Regions from separate parts of the Rattus norvegicus genome. Here region 2 is linked to region 1. The links are chromatin contacts, called in public Hi-C maps. All regions are on one chromosome and are shown on one strand. The core of a region is the stretch at or near the end of the contact, and the rest is flanking DNA. Distances in the headings are between cores, read along the strand shown. Region 1 overlaps Stim2 (stromal interaction molecule 2). Region 2 has its middle 33 kb from the start of Stim2.

Evidence for each region. A called contact is a pair of places that touch in the nucleus more often than the background predicts.
Region 2: a contact with region 1 is called in a Hi-C map of liver, with 2.9 times the contacts expected there. The contact joins two enhancer-like sites. A contact is called at or near these places in 3 of 12 Hi-C or Micro-C datasets (kidney and liver).

Annotation. Positions count from the first base shown.
Region 1 is chr14:61,091,199-61,097,358 of GRCr8, forward strand. It overlaps Stim2 (stromal interaction molecule 2), which reads right to left. Exons shown (of 12, transcript NM_001105750.2): 11 at 4,130-4,394; 12 at 352-1,776. The coding sequence ends at 1,299. Among named protein-coding and RNA genes, the nearest start is that of Stim2, 120 kb to the right of the region's middle. Within about 2 kb of position 4,458, at least 1 of the 93 cell types and tissues checked has an H3K27ac peak or open chromatin away from gene starts, as enhancers often do. A contact at or near this core is called in liver, where this site is marked.
Region 2 is chr14:61,246,823-61,253,057 of GRCr8, forward strand. No RefSeq gene overlaps it. Among named protein-coding and RNA genes, the nearest start is that of Stim2, 33 kb to the left of the region's middle. Within about 2 kb of position 2,494, at least 4 of the 93 cell types and tissues checked have an H3K27ac peak or open chromatin away from gene starts, as enhancers often do. A contact at or near this core is called in liver, where this site is marked.

The sequences.
Region 1 (6,160 bases), core at 3,208-5,707:
GACTGAGGTCTTAAGGGCTGAGGAAACAAACTAACGGTGCATTGCTGTTCTGTGCAGTAGCGCTCTCGGGTTACTCCCAGACTAGCCTATCTAACCAGTTCCAGACCTTACAAACTGATCCAACACATTCTAAATGCACCATAGATTTATATTTGTTAATCTTGAGATGAGAACATTTAAACATTTCAAACTACATAAAAATATGACAAACAATATAAAACAAAGAAATTTGTTGACAACTTAGTTCCAAAACATCACTATTTCTTGTACTGCAATGAAGCAGCGAGACAGCTTACATGGCTCTCCGGAAAACAGTGTAATATCAACAAAAGTCAGCACAGTCCCACACAATAATGTCTCCAATTTATTATCTTTTCCACAGTACAAATTTTTCACAAACCATAAATTCTTTGCATTTATTCAAAGTCTGTAAACAAGTGCCTGAATCCCCACACCCCCAACCTCAGTTTAAGCATGTGAATGTTTTAAGTCCTTCGATCAAGTCTTAACTCTTCCACTTGTACAAGGAATCAAGAGCCTTCTGTCTTTACATTATTTATATTTTATCATACAGCCTGCAGTGCAGTAAATCACAGTGAAAGCCCTGGGGAAAACAAAACAACATGGTCTTTACAGCAGGACTTGAAACTTTATAATAATAATAAATGCATTTGAGGAAGCATCCCATAATAAAAGTGTGGGTTTTCATTTCCAGAAATCGAGTCAATTAGAAACCCTAGTTTCTACTTAAAAACCCATTTTATCTAAAAGTGAAAACAGTCCCCTGTCCACAGTCATTTTATAAACTATACAGTTTTACTTGCAGAGATTGGTTTCCCGGTCTGGAAAACAATAGTGCAATCAGTTTTACTTCTTTTAAGTTATTTAGTCCATGATGGAAACAGCTCTGTGGAAAGATAAGAAGATATTCTGGTAAACAAGAAAATTGTGCAAGCCCATGCTGGCTTACAGTCCATTAAAGCTTGTAAGTCCATAGCGGCTTTCGACAGAATGCTGTGTATACATCACTAACATCAATGCAGAAATAAATAGGCGGAAATAACTGTAAACTGCCTCCTCCCGATGACTTTTCGGTAATGCCTGACTAGATGGACTGATGGCGTAGTCAGTTTAAGCAGACAGCGGACAGTTGCCCTTAAGGACATTTCCACTATGGCATCGAGTCTGGAAAGCCCCAATGGAGTTACATTCCTAAAATTAAAATAAAAACGGAGTGGAGGGTGGGAGATAAAAGTTTACAGATGCCTCTTGAATGGAATTCCATCTCATCAGCCGAGTCACTTGGACTTCTTCTTGAAAAGGCTTTTGATTTTTGATGGCTTTTTGCTTTTCTCACCATTATGACAAAGGTCGTGCGGGATGCTGCCTACTCTGGAAACGCTGGAGGCTTCCTGAACTGGCTTGCTGTCACTGCCAGCCAAGGAGCAGGACGTGTGTCGAGGATTAGGCACCGGGATGCCACTAGAGAGCTGGTGCATGCTGCAGGACTTCTCCAGGATGCCGTTGTACACTCTGCTCGCAGGGCTGAAGATCATGCTCTTGGTTTCCGTCAGGCCCACACACTCAGGGGAGCCCCGGGAGACATCTGCTGTCACGGGTGAGTCCCCCCTGGAAGAGTCCTCCAGGGAAAGCTCGTCTCTTGATATTTTTCGAGAAGACAATGTTTGGTATATCTCAAGGCTTGAAGGAGGAGACTGTTTTCTCCCAATGGAAGAGTTTAAGGAGTCACATTCTGAAGCTGTGTCTGGTACCTCCCTGAATGAGACAGACAAAGGTAATACTTTTAAATCTCCATGTTCTTACCAGTACCAGCAAATATTCTACCAAATCAACTCCCATTCATCATTTACTCAATTATAAAAAGATATTATATAATTCTGTGTGTGTGTGTGTGTGTGTGTGTGTGCGCGCGCGCGCACATGGATATATGCATTTCTGTGGATATCTTCATGTGTGCAAGAGTAGGCCACAGGTCCTCACTGAGCATCTTCCTTGATTGCTATCCATGTTATTTTTTGAGGTGGGGGTCTCTAAACGAATCTAGAACTCATCAATTCAGGTAAGCCGACTGGCTAGTGAGCTAGAGATCTGTGTCTCCGACCCTTCTCCTGCTGGAGTTCAGAAGTGTGCACTTGTACACGGCTTACCCTGGTTCCAGGGATCCAAACTCAGCACTCATGCTCCCTTAGTAGGCACCATACTGTAGGAGCATCTCAGTAGCATCAAACTTGTTAATTTAAGATAAGTTATAACAATCAAGCAATATAATTAAGCTATGCCTCCTTTAAGTTCGAGGAAAATGAAAATGTTGGAGTTTTGGGTTCTCTTAAGCCTTTGTGACTTTTACTCTCCTTCAATACTATTTTTCTTTCTGAATCAAAGAATTCCCAGTATATGTTTGAAAAGATGAAATTTTAATTATACCTCAAATGTTTAGTTATGAGCTTGATGAAATATGACTTTCTGAGGAAAACTATGAGTAAAATACGAACAGTGCACTAAAAATAAAAGCTCTATCAGTGCTCTCCATGCTGAGCTGCCTCCCCAGTCCCAGTTTATGTAAATGAGCATCCTTTCCACAGCTGCGTGTGTGTGTGTGTGTGTGTGTGTGTGTGTGTGTGTGTGTGTGTGTGTGTGTGTGTGTGTGTAATAAGGAGACAGAAAGGCCAGTCTAGCAGAAGAAGCTATGGTAGTAAAGCAGCAGTGCTGTCCTCTGAAGTCAAATTCCTCTCATATTTATGAGGGTGCTGTGAAGTTCTGACATGCTCCGTGAAACAAGAACTTAACTAACTTTCCATGACGGAAAGGTTCTGTGGGCCAGGGCAGCTCTGGCGTCCCCTACCATCTTCAGAAACCACAGGAAAACAACTTAGAGGTAAAGCCATTCTGCTCCTGACTGTGGTCATACTACAAAGATAGGTAAAGAAAATGTTATTCATAATGGCTCCCTGTGGTAAGGTGCACTAAATCCCTACTTGCAATGAGACTGCAAACCCTAACTGTTTCCTTAGGAACAAGCCTCAGAGACTGTCTGTTATTAAAAAATAACTTTTACTAGGCAGTGATTATGGGAAAAGTGAACTGATGGTACTATCACCAGTGCCATGTGGCAGCTGGAAGGAGCCACCCAGCCTGCCAACCCCAATACTAATATGTGGTAAAGTCAGAAATCAACAGTGCTTCTACACCTACAGCACTGAGAAGAGAGCTCCTGACAGCCTCACGGTGCAGCACCCGCAGAATGGACTGCATGCTGCTATACTTACGGTGGTGAAGAAATGAGTCATGCAGTTCATTTGATTTTATCCTTCCCTCCATTAGGTTCTCAACATTTTTTTGAGCCCTGGGCAAATGAATCTGCCTATATGCTAGTAAGCAATCAATTACTTTGAAATTTCAGGCGTAGTGTACATGTATACTCAAGTCCAAGACATTATATTTTATATACACATTTTCCCTCGACAAGCTTATGGTCTGAGACCTGAGTCTCCAGCATTTATTAGCAACTCCACAGTTCTGTCTCAGAAGAGCACCTACAACCCAGGGGCAGCAGAGCTCCAAACTTCGCAGGACTCTCGGTCACCCAATGAGAGATGAAACATGAGTGTGAGGAAAAGGATCTGAAAATTCTAAGGGTTTAAATCACTGACACTCATGGAGATTATTATTCAGGAAGCACATCAGTGAAGGGGGGCGCATAGAAGGCAAGAAGCTCTTGCTATCAGCTTTGAAGATTAGGTCGACTGACAAGGAACGGTGGGTGGCCTTTAGAAACTGAAAACAACCAGACCTCCTGCATAGAGTGGCACAGAAACAAGACCTCAGCAACAGAACCACAAAGAACTGAACTTGGCCACAAATATGAGGATAAAGGGGACTCCAGATTCCACATGAGAACCAGCACCTTGATTTTAGCCTTTGATATGCTGAGCAGAAAACCCACTCAGGCCAGATGCACATCAGATAGACAGAACTGAGTTCCACAAACAGGTGTCGAGTCTGTGGCACCTCCTGTCACAGATACACAGAATACACTGTAGCACTGCCGTCACACCCACACCCACATCCCCCTTAGCCCCACACTCTGCACTTCGTTACACGCCAATACCATTGTTTCTCAGCAGTGAAGTAGATAGCCTCCTCCTCTTCTTCGTTCCGATACAGAGCAGGGCAACTTGACACAGAGAGAATGTCTGGATCTGGGGAAGGTAATGAGTGCTGGGGATGGTGAGGGTGCCGAGGGTGGGCTGCCAGAGGAGCATGTGCAGGAAGCTGAGCTCGCTGAGACTGTGGGGAGGATGGCACAATGCTTCGACGAGAGCGGCATAAACTACTGCTTCTGGCTAAAGACCCAGCAGGCTTAGCCACGGTCCCTGAAAAACACAAGCCAAGGGACATGCTCATAGTCACCGCTGTCCATTAACTGGCTTCTTGCAAACGTGTACACAAGAACTGATGTAAAATGTCAGGGTTAATGTTTATTCAGGCAACTGTATCGACAGTTCCCATTCTCTACCACCAATGGAAAAATTACACAGCAATTAATGTAAATGCAATAGAAAGGTAACAGAAGGAAAACTAAAATAGATAAACATCAATGTAGTTTAACTATAAAAATGTAATACTATTAAAAACACTAACAAAGTGTTATTCAAACTAACCTTTAGATTTAAAGTTACTATAGCACACTTGGAATGATAAACAGTTTATGAATGAATGCCCATACTGGATCAGGAGGGAAAAACAGTATAAAGTATCAGTGGAAAGTCTTGACAGATCGAAACCTGTCTGGCCTTTAAGAAAGTTTAAATAAAGACTGCATGCAGTCTCTCAGCTGAATCTAAAGCTTGTCTCCTGAACACAGGTCCTAATGAAGCTTCTCTCTGTGTCTACTGCCAATCTCAAGCTAGAGCCATGCAGGTGGAGACATCCTCAGTTTCTTTTCCTGCACTAAAACAGCCCAAGAACAACCCTCCCAAGCTAGCTCTTGATGCATGCTACTTTCTTCATGTGCTACAGCACTAGGAAAGAAGGCGCTGTCCTAGCATGCCTTTATAAAGCAGGCTTGGAAGCTCACACTGTTAGACAGCAACAGGCCTCAGACTGCACGCCAATGCTCTCCTCCCCAGGACTCGGCTATAGCCAAGCCGTCCGCTCATCATCACAGTGAACGAGTTTACTTCTAAGATCCAGCTGACACTCAATCAAGAGTTTTGACCTTTCCTTTGCCTTTCCCGTCTATTCTGATGTCTTGTCTTGCCAATCATATTATGATGAAACCACAGAACAAAAAGAAATGAAAAAGCTCTCCTAGTAATCAGAAATTACAGATTACCTAAACAGAAAGCATACTAACTTGATTGTGGACAAATTTTTCACCAGGAACTTCAAAACACTTTGGAGAATACACAGAATGAGAGTAATCTGCACTGTTATCTAGTTAAACTATTACTTTTCAGTGAAAGTGTCAATAAGGACATTTTCTGCCAAAGATACAACTTCTCGCTTCTAATTTGCTTAACAAAATACTAATCAATGCTATATTTTCCAAAAAGAACAAAAAAAAAAAGGAAAGAAAAGTTTAACAATGATAATCAGGTAATTATATCTAATACTGAATAAAAATGTAACAAAAATGATGGTTGTGACAGCCCACACACAGTAGACAATACTAACATGCAAACAAAGAGTTTTTAACACGTTATGTGAAGCCCCTAACTGGTGAGCATGAGAGAGAAAACCATGTAAGAGCCTTGGGATAAAAGAGATCGGTGAAGCAGGCTATATATCTGCACCGCTTATCCCCAAACTATCAACGAAGTGAGTTTAGAATAGTGCGGTATTGTTTCATAGTCATCCAGGCTGCAAAACCAATCCATCAAACCACGCCAAGTAGGAGTGAGGAGACAGAAGCAGAACTCACCAACACTGGGTATGCAAACAAGCAAACTCCCTTTAAAGGCCATTTGGCCATGACTAGTAAGAGATGCTTGCTCAGTGATCAAAAATCACTTCGAAGGCTCCAGAGGAACTCTTAGACTTGTGCACACTACATAACATAAGGATCTGTGTTTCCACTATTGTTTTTGTAAGAAAAATATACAAGGAATCTCAGAGGGAAAGAGGAGAATAAGCAAGC
Region 2 (6,235 bases), core at 1,244-3,743, 150 kb after region 1:
AATGAGAATGGGCGGCACTCATGTACACAAAGCCCTTTGGTCCTCTGCCAGGCCTGTTTCATAAAGGAGGAAACGGAGGCGCAGGGTAGCTGAAGCCTCTCCTGGGGACTACGTGCCTAAAGGGAGCAAGGGACAGGATAGGTACTGGGGAATTCCGGCCTGCCACATGAACACTTTCCATTTCCCCCATCACCGCATCTGTCCATCGCCATCTTGGAGACTCCATCTTCAGAATCACAACCTTCAGAGACAGATTTGCTAGGCATCCTGCATGACTCTCAGAGTTCTACCCTGAAAGTAAATATTTTCTTATCTTGGTGAGTAACTTGTCGCTTGAATCTGGGATGAGAAGTAGAACTCAGGCTACAAATCCGGGTTGGCTTCCAAGCACCAGGAGCATCATGAGAATGCCAATCTGTTGTGGTTAAAAGTTAAAAATTAGTTACCTTTCCCCATGATACGAATGAATGAGCACATTAATAGTTTACAAAAAGAGCTTGTGAAACCTCATCAGGAAAAAAAAAAATACCATGTAACCCATATAGAGGAGATCCTGCTACCTCCTCCTTCTCAGTGGGGGGCTGGGCTCCATGGCTGGAAGGTTCCTTCCTGTGTTGTAATGATTATTATTTCCCAGGAAGGGTTTATCTTTTATTGCTAATTATAATTTACTCTCCTCCATGCCCTCAATCTACGTCACTGCCCACACCCAAAAGCACTGTAAACATCTATCCATCCAGCACGGGGCCCTCATTTTCATGAGGAAAAAGCAGTAGCCTTCTCTGCCTACCAACAGGGTTATAAACTTGGAAACGTCATCGTATAAATTGTATAAACACCACTGAGACACACTTCACTGGGTGTGCTATTAGGGCCACTGACTTTGTAGCTAAACCCCATAGAACACAGACCATCATGAGAGCATTTACCTTTTCCTGCTCTCGTCAAATGGCCCCATTAAAGGGATTGCCCTAACTGGTTGTGTCTGGACCATAGATCCATCATTGAAGCAAGGAGTTGGGGTCTACTAGGATGGTGAGGAGATGCCCAAAGGGCAAGCTAAGCTTCCTGGGTGTTCTGTAAGAGGGAGCAATGCTGGGAGAGGACAATGGCAGCAAATGAAAACACTGACCACAGGAGGTTCTCTAGATCAGGGTTCTCAACCCTTTGAGGTCAAATGACCCCATCACAGGGATTACCTAAGGCTATCCTAAAACACAGGCATTCACATTACAATTCAGAACAGTAGCAAAATTATAGTAATGAAGTAGCAATGAAAATATTTTTATGGGGGGAGGGGGTCACCATGACATGAGGAACTGTAGTAAAGGGTCTCAGCATCAGGAAGTTTGAGAACTGCTGCTTTAGACGTTGGCCTGGCTGGAAAGAGAATTCACAGCTTTGAATCACTTGTGTCTTTTGCAGTTGTCAGTGATAGAAAACAGGGGATGGCCATTTGCTCAAAGAACTGAAAGTCTAGTGGTAAAACTTACCTCCCTGAGCCCAAGCCATAGAGGATTTGGCATCTCTTATTTCTGAAGTGGTGATTGGCAGTTCTGGACTTTCATCATACAACTGTCCCAGAGAATCCACAGGGGAAAGTCTCACAGGTTTTACCAGGTTTGGTCACCAAGAACCTGTAATCACCACCTCTCTTATTAGCCCAATTTGGCTTGCTCATCCCCGACCAATCAATGTAGCTTAAGGAAGACGTGCTGACTGACCTTAGCTGGGTAAATCCTATTCCGAGTGCAGCTAGTCCATCCAGTTCACCAGTGAGAATGCAAGGGTTGCCTTCCTAAGGAAAAGCCACATGGGGGATGTAAGGGAGATGGTGAGGGGGAGGGGAAGGAATACATTAGATCTTGATCATAACCCCAGAGAAGAAAGGCATGTTTGAAATTTTATCAACTGCTCCTTTTATCGGTGGCAAATGTTGATTAAAATGACTGCCTGCTTGTCGAAGACTCTTGCCAATTGACATAGATAAAGGATTCTACCCATTTCTCAATTCTCTTTTCTCTCAAGTAGGCTGCTGCTGCCCGGAACGGAGATAACCCTCCTGCAATGGTCCTCCCTCAGCCTGCAGGCAGCCTCTCCTCTATGGGGTTCTAATAACCTGACCACAGGTTTGTGTGGGGTTGTTTGTCTGTTTTGGCTGCTGGATTGTTCTTTAGAGAGTGTCTCACATTGCAGGTCAAGCTGGCCTCAAACTCTCTCAACCCTCCTACATCTGTTGAGAACCGATGGAGTTATTGGAGTATATCACAACGCTGAACTCTTAAAACGAGGTTTTTGGTTTTGTTTTTTTTTTTTTAATAAATATATCTTCCTGAAACTTTGTTTGGGAAAACATATGGGCCTTGGAAATGTCAGCACCGTGGGAGGAAGTCGGAAGTGTGGAGTTTTATGCTCCTGTTGCTTTTATTTACAGTGTGGGTTCAAAGTCGTGCTGGGTTAGCCAGAAAAACAAACAAAATGATCCGGTGGCTCTGGGTGACATCTGTCCTTCAGGACAGTTACTAGCTTTCGGTTTTGTAAGGTTCTCTGTAGATAGTACTAGCTAGGCATGAAATGTGTTCCTTTTGAATCGAGGAGAAGGTTTGGCAAGATATGTCCAAAGTGAGCCTTCTTGGTGATAAATGAACCTGCCAGTGCCGGAGCATAACCAGCAAACCCCAGCAACTGACAGCTTAAGTGAAGGACAAACCACCAAGGCTAATGTCATTACAAATGAGGGACAGCTTTGAGGTTGCATGATTAAAACCCCATCTGCAGTCAACAGCGGGCCTTGGCATTGCATGCAACTAACTGATTGGGTTTTCCCATGTGGCTCTGCTACAGAACACTTTCCCTCACATGAGTCAACCGAAAGGTACCGAAGTGTCATAAAATGCCAGGAACATATATCTGCCATCAGGGCCCAGGGGACAGTGGTGGTACATGTGGAGAGAGGAGGTGCACTAAGGGGAGCCGTGCACCTGGCCACAAAAAGTATCTCCACCTAAACCCAGGAACTCAGGCAGGCAGTGCAGGAGGAGTGGGAAGGGACGTGGGTTTCAGCACCGCTGAGGTGCGCTGTGCCTTGACTTTATGACTTCCCTCCACAGTCAACATCAGAGCAATTCCTCTACAAGTTCAGAGCCTGTGTTAACAGTCAATAATGTGAGACTTCATTTTTCTGACTCCCACCAGGAAAGCCAATCCAATAGATTTAGTAGGGTTCAGTACTAATGAAAAAGCAACAGTGGGCAAACACAGCCAGATTGCAAGAGGGCAATGGTGGCTTTAAATTTCTTATGGGGCAGTGAAATCCAAGTTCACAAGTGCTTAACTAGATGAACCCATAGAACACATTAAATGACTGATCATAAAGATTTAACTGTGTTTGAAACAAATTTTAGGTTAGATTTTAGTTCACTTAAAAACAATTGAGTGCTGAGAGCCAGAGCCAATGTAAATTAAATGAGTCACACTGCACCTTGCCAAGGGATTTCAAAGCGGAGCTCTGGTGTTTCTTTGAAATAGGCTTCAGCCAAAATTATGTTTCATGTGGAAGGAAAACATTTAAGTATCTTTGCTAAGACAGGAGGTGAGACCTTTAAAAAGAAAAGAAAAGAGCCACATGGCCAAAGATCTACCCTGCCTGAAATTACTGACTTGATCTTTTTAAAATGAAATGATTTCAAATTTTCATATATGTACTTTTCAAAACATTTTTATCTGTGTATGTGCATGCATGTGCATGTACACGTGTATGCATATGTGTGTGTGTGTGTGTGTGTGTGTGTGTGTGTGTGTGTGTGTGGTGTATGTGCAATGCTCAGAGGCCAGAGGAGGAAATCGGTGATCTGCATCACTTTTCTGTCTCTCACTGGACCTGGAGCTGGGCTGGCAGCAAGCCGGAGAGATCCTCCTGCCACTGCCACTCACACCATAGCACTTGGGGTTAGAGGAGCAGGGACCTTGCCCTCAAGCTTACCATGGCCCAAGGCAAGCTTTCAAACATTTGAATGAACAATTAGTTGTATATATTAAGTATATGGAATTTTAAACTCACAGACTTGAGATTATGAATTTTAAAGTTAGCATATAGATTAATGGGTTTCGTGATGACATTTCATACATGTAGGCCGTTATATATCATACTAGTTGTGTTTCTTCACCCAATCTGCACACACACTCCCTGTGTGTTTCTAGTTGGTTCTGCTCTTTCCCCCATATAACCTCCACTTCTGCTGCCATGTCACATGTACCCCACTGTCCTCACCCTCTTCTTTAAGGTCTCTTCTTTACCCTTCAGGACCCCTGCTTTAGTTATTGTCTTAGTCAGGGCTTCTAATCCTGAACAAAACATCATGACCAAGACGCAAGTTGGGGAGGAAAGGGTTTATTCAGCTTACACTTCCACATCGCTGTTCATCAAAAGGAAGTCAGGCCAGGAGCTCACACAGGGCAGGAAGCAGGAGCTGATGCAGAGGCCATGGAGGGTGCCGCTTACTGGCTTGCTTCTCCTGGCTTGCTCAGCTTGCTCTCTTATAGAACCCAGGACCACCAGCCCAGGGATGGCACCACCCACAGTGGGCCCTCCCACCTTGATCACTAATTGAGAAAATCCTTACAGCTGGGTCTCATGGAGGCCTTTCCTGAAGGGAGGCTCCTTCCTCTGTGATAACTCCAGCTTGTGTCAACTTGACACACAAAACCATTAATACTCACAAGTAAACTCTCACACATATCCCCACCTAAAAATACCCTACATATACACATGAACATACACACACATATCTACACATACCTACACACACACATCTAAACACATGCACATAATTTCCCTATACAACATAAAACATGAAGTATTTTTCTTTTTAAATCTGTCTTATTTTGCTAGTTTTGTCTATTTTCTGGCAAGTGTCACACTGTCATTTTTTTCCTTACAGCTGAATAAAATTTCATTGTATACATGTACCTCATTTTCTTTATTCATTTATCTCTTGATGGGCATCTAGGATGGCTCCACTTCTTGGCAAAAGTCCTTTCTCCATGGACCAAACTGGGATTTGGTGCCTGTTTTACACAAATGCAATACAGAGGCTGGACTCATGGAAACCTAAGTAGAATGATCCCAGTTCATGTACAGTAAACAGAGATTTACCAGTCTGCTAAATACCGAGAGTTCCTCTGGGCACTGAAAGCACAACTCTAAAAACAAATGGATCCCAGAACTGACGGTGCGTACAGTTCAATGGGGCAAACACCATCACCAAGTAGGTTCCACACTTGCCTTCCAGCTTGCTTTTCACCAGGCCAGGTGGAGTCAGAACAGAGATGACAGCGAAGCCGAGAAAGTGGAAATGATGTTGCTGTTTCCATTTGTGGATGTGGGAACAGAGGCGGAGAGAGGACCATAGCATCTTCCTTGTGCAAGAGTTTAAATTTGACTACAGAGTAAAGTCATGTAGGTATCTGAGGTTGGGGAAAGCATTCCAGGTAGAGGGAAGGGAAGACACAGAACCTCTGAGTCATGACATATTTGGAAGTCCGAGGAGGGGCAAGAGGGCGGGACAGCAGAGTTGGAACTGAGTGATCAAGGCTGAGAGCTGGGTCTGATAAAATTAGAGGTGTCTGGGAAGCAGACTGGGTAAACCAGTGTAGCCAGGAGACATTGTAAGGAGCTGAGCACTCTGTGAGAGGGACACCACCAGAGGCAAAGGTGCGACAGGACCTGATTTCCAGGTTGACAAGGAAGGATCTTATGACTGCAGCAACAGGGAGCATTTGCAGCATTTGAGGAGACCTTCTGTCTCCCACCTAGGCCATGCCTGGTACCTGCAGCCTCCAGGCCTTGCTGGGTTGGGAGAATATGTGTGCACACAGTGAAGAAAGCAAGTTGCTCACAAACACAAGGACAAAGTGGTAGCTCTCTGTTGTCATAGGGGCCAGCTAGTTACTGCAATCTATATGGCCGTGTTGCCAGTGGCTGTCTGAGGAGACCATGCCTGGTCTAGAGTCTGTCTACCTGCCGTTCACATCTTCCCAGACACCATAGTCACTTTCCTGGATGCATTGTGTGCACATGAACTAAAGTCTGGAGCCTTACCTTCCCTGTCTGTGTCCAGCATCCTGCATGACTTAGCCTTGAGGTGGCTTACTCACCTTCTAACTTGCTTTTCTAAACAATAGAGATGATTTTTTTTTTTAAACTTAAAATGTTTTCAAGGGGACCTTCCTGTTC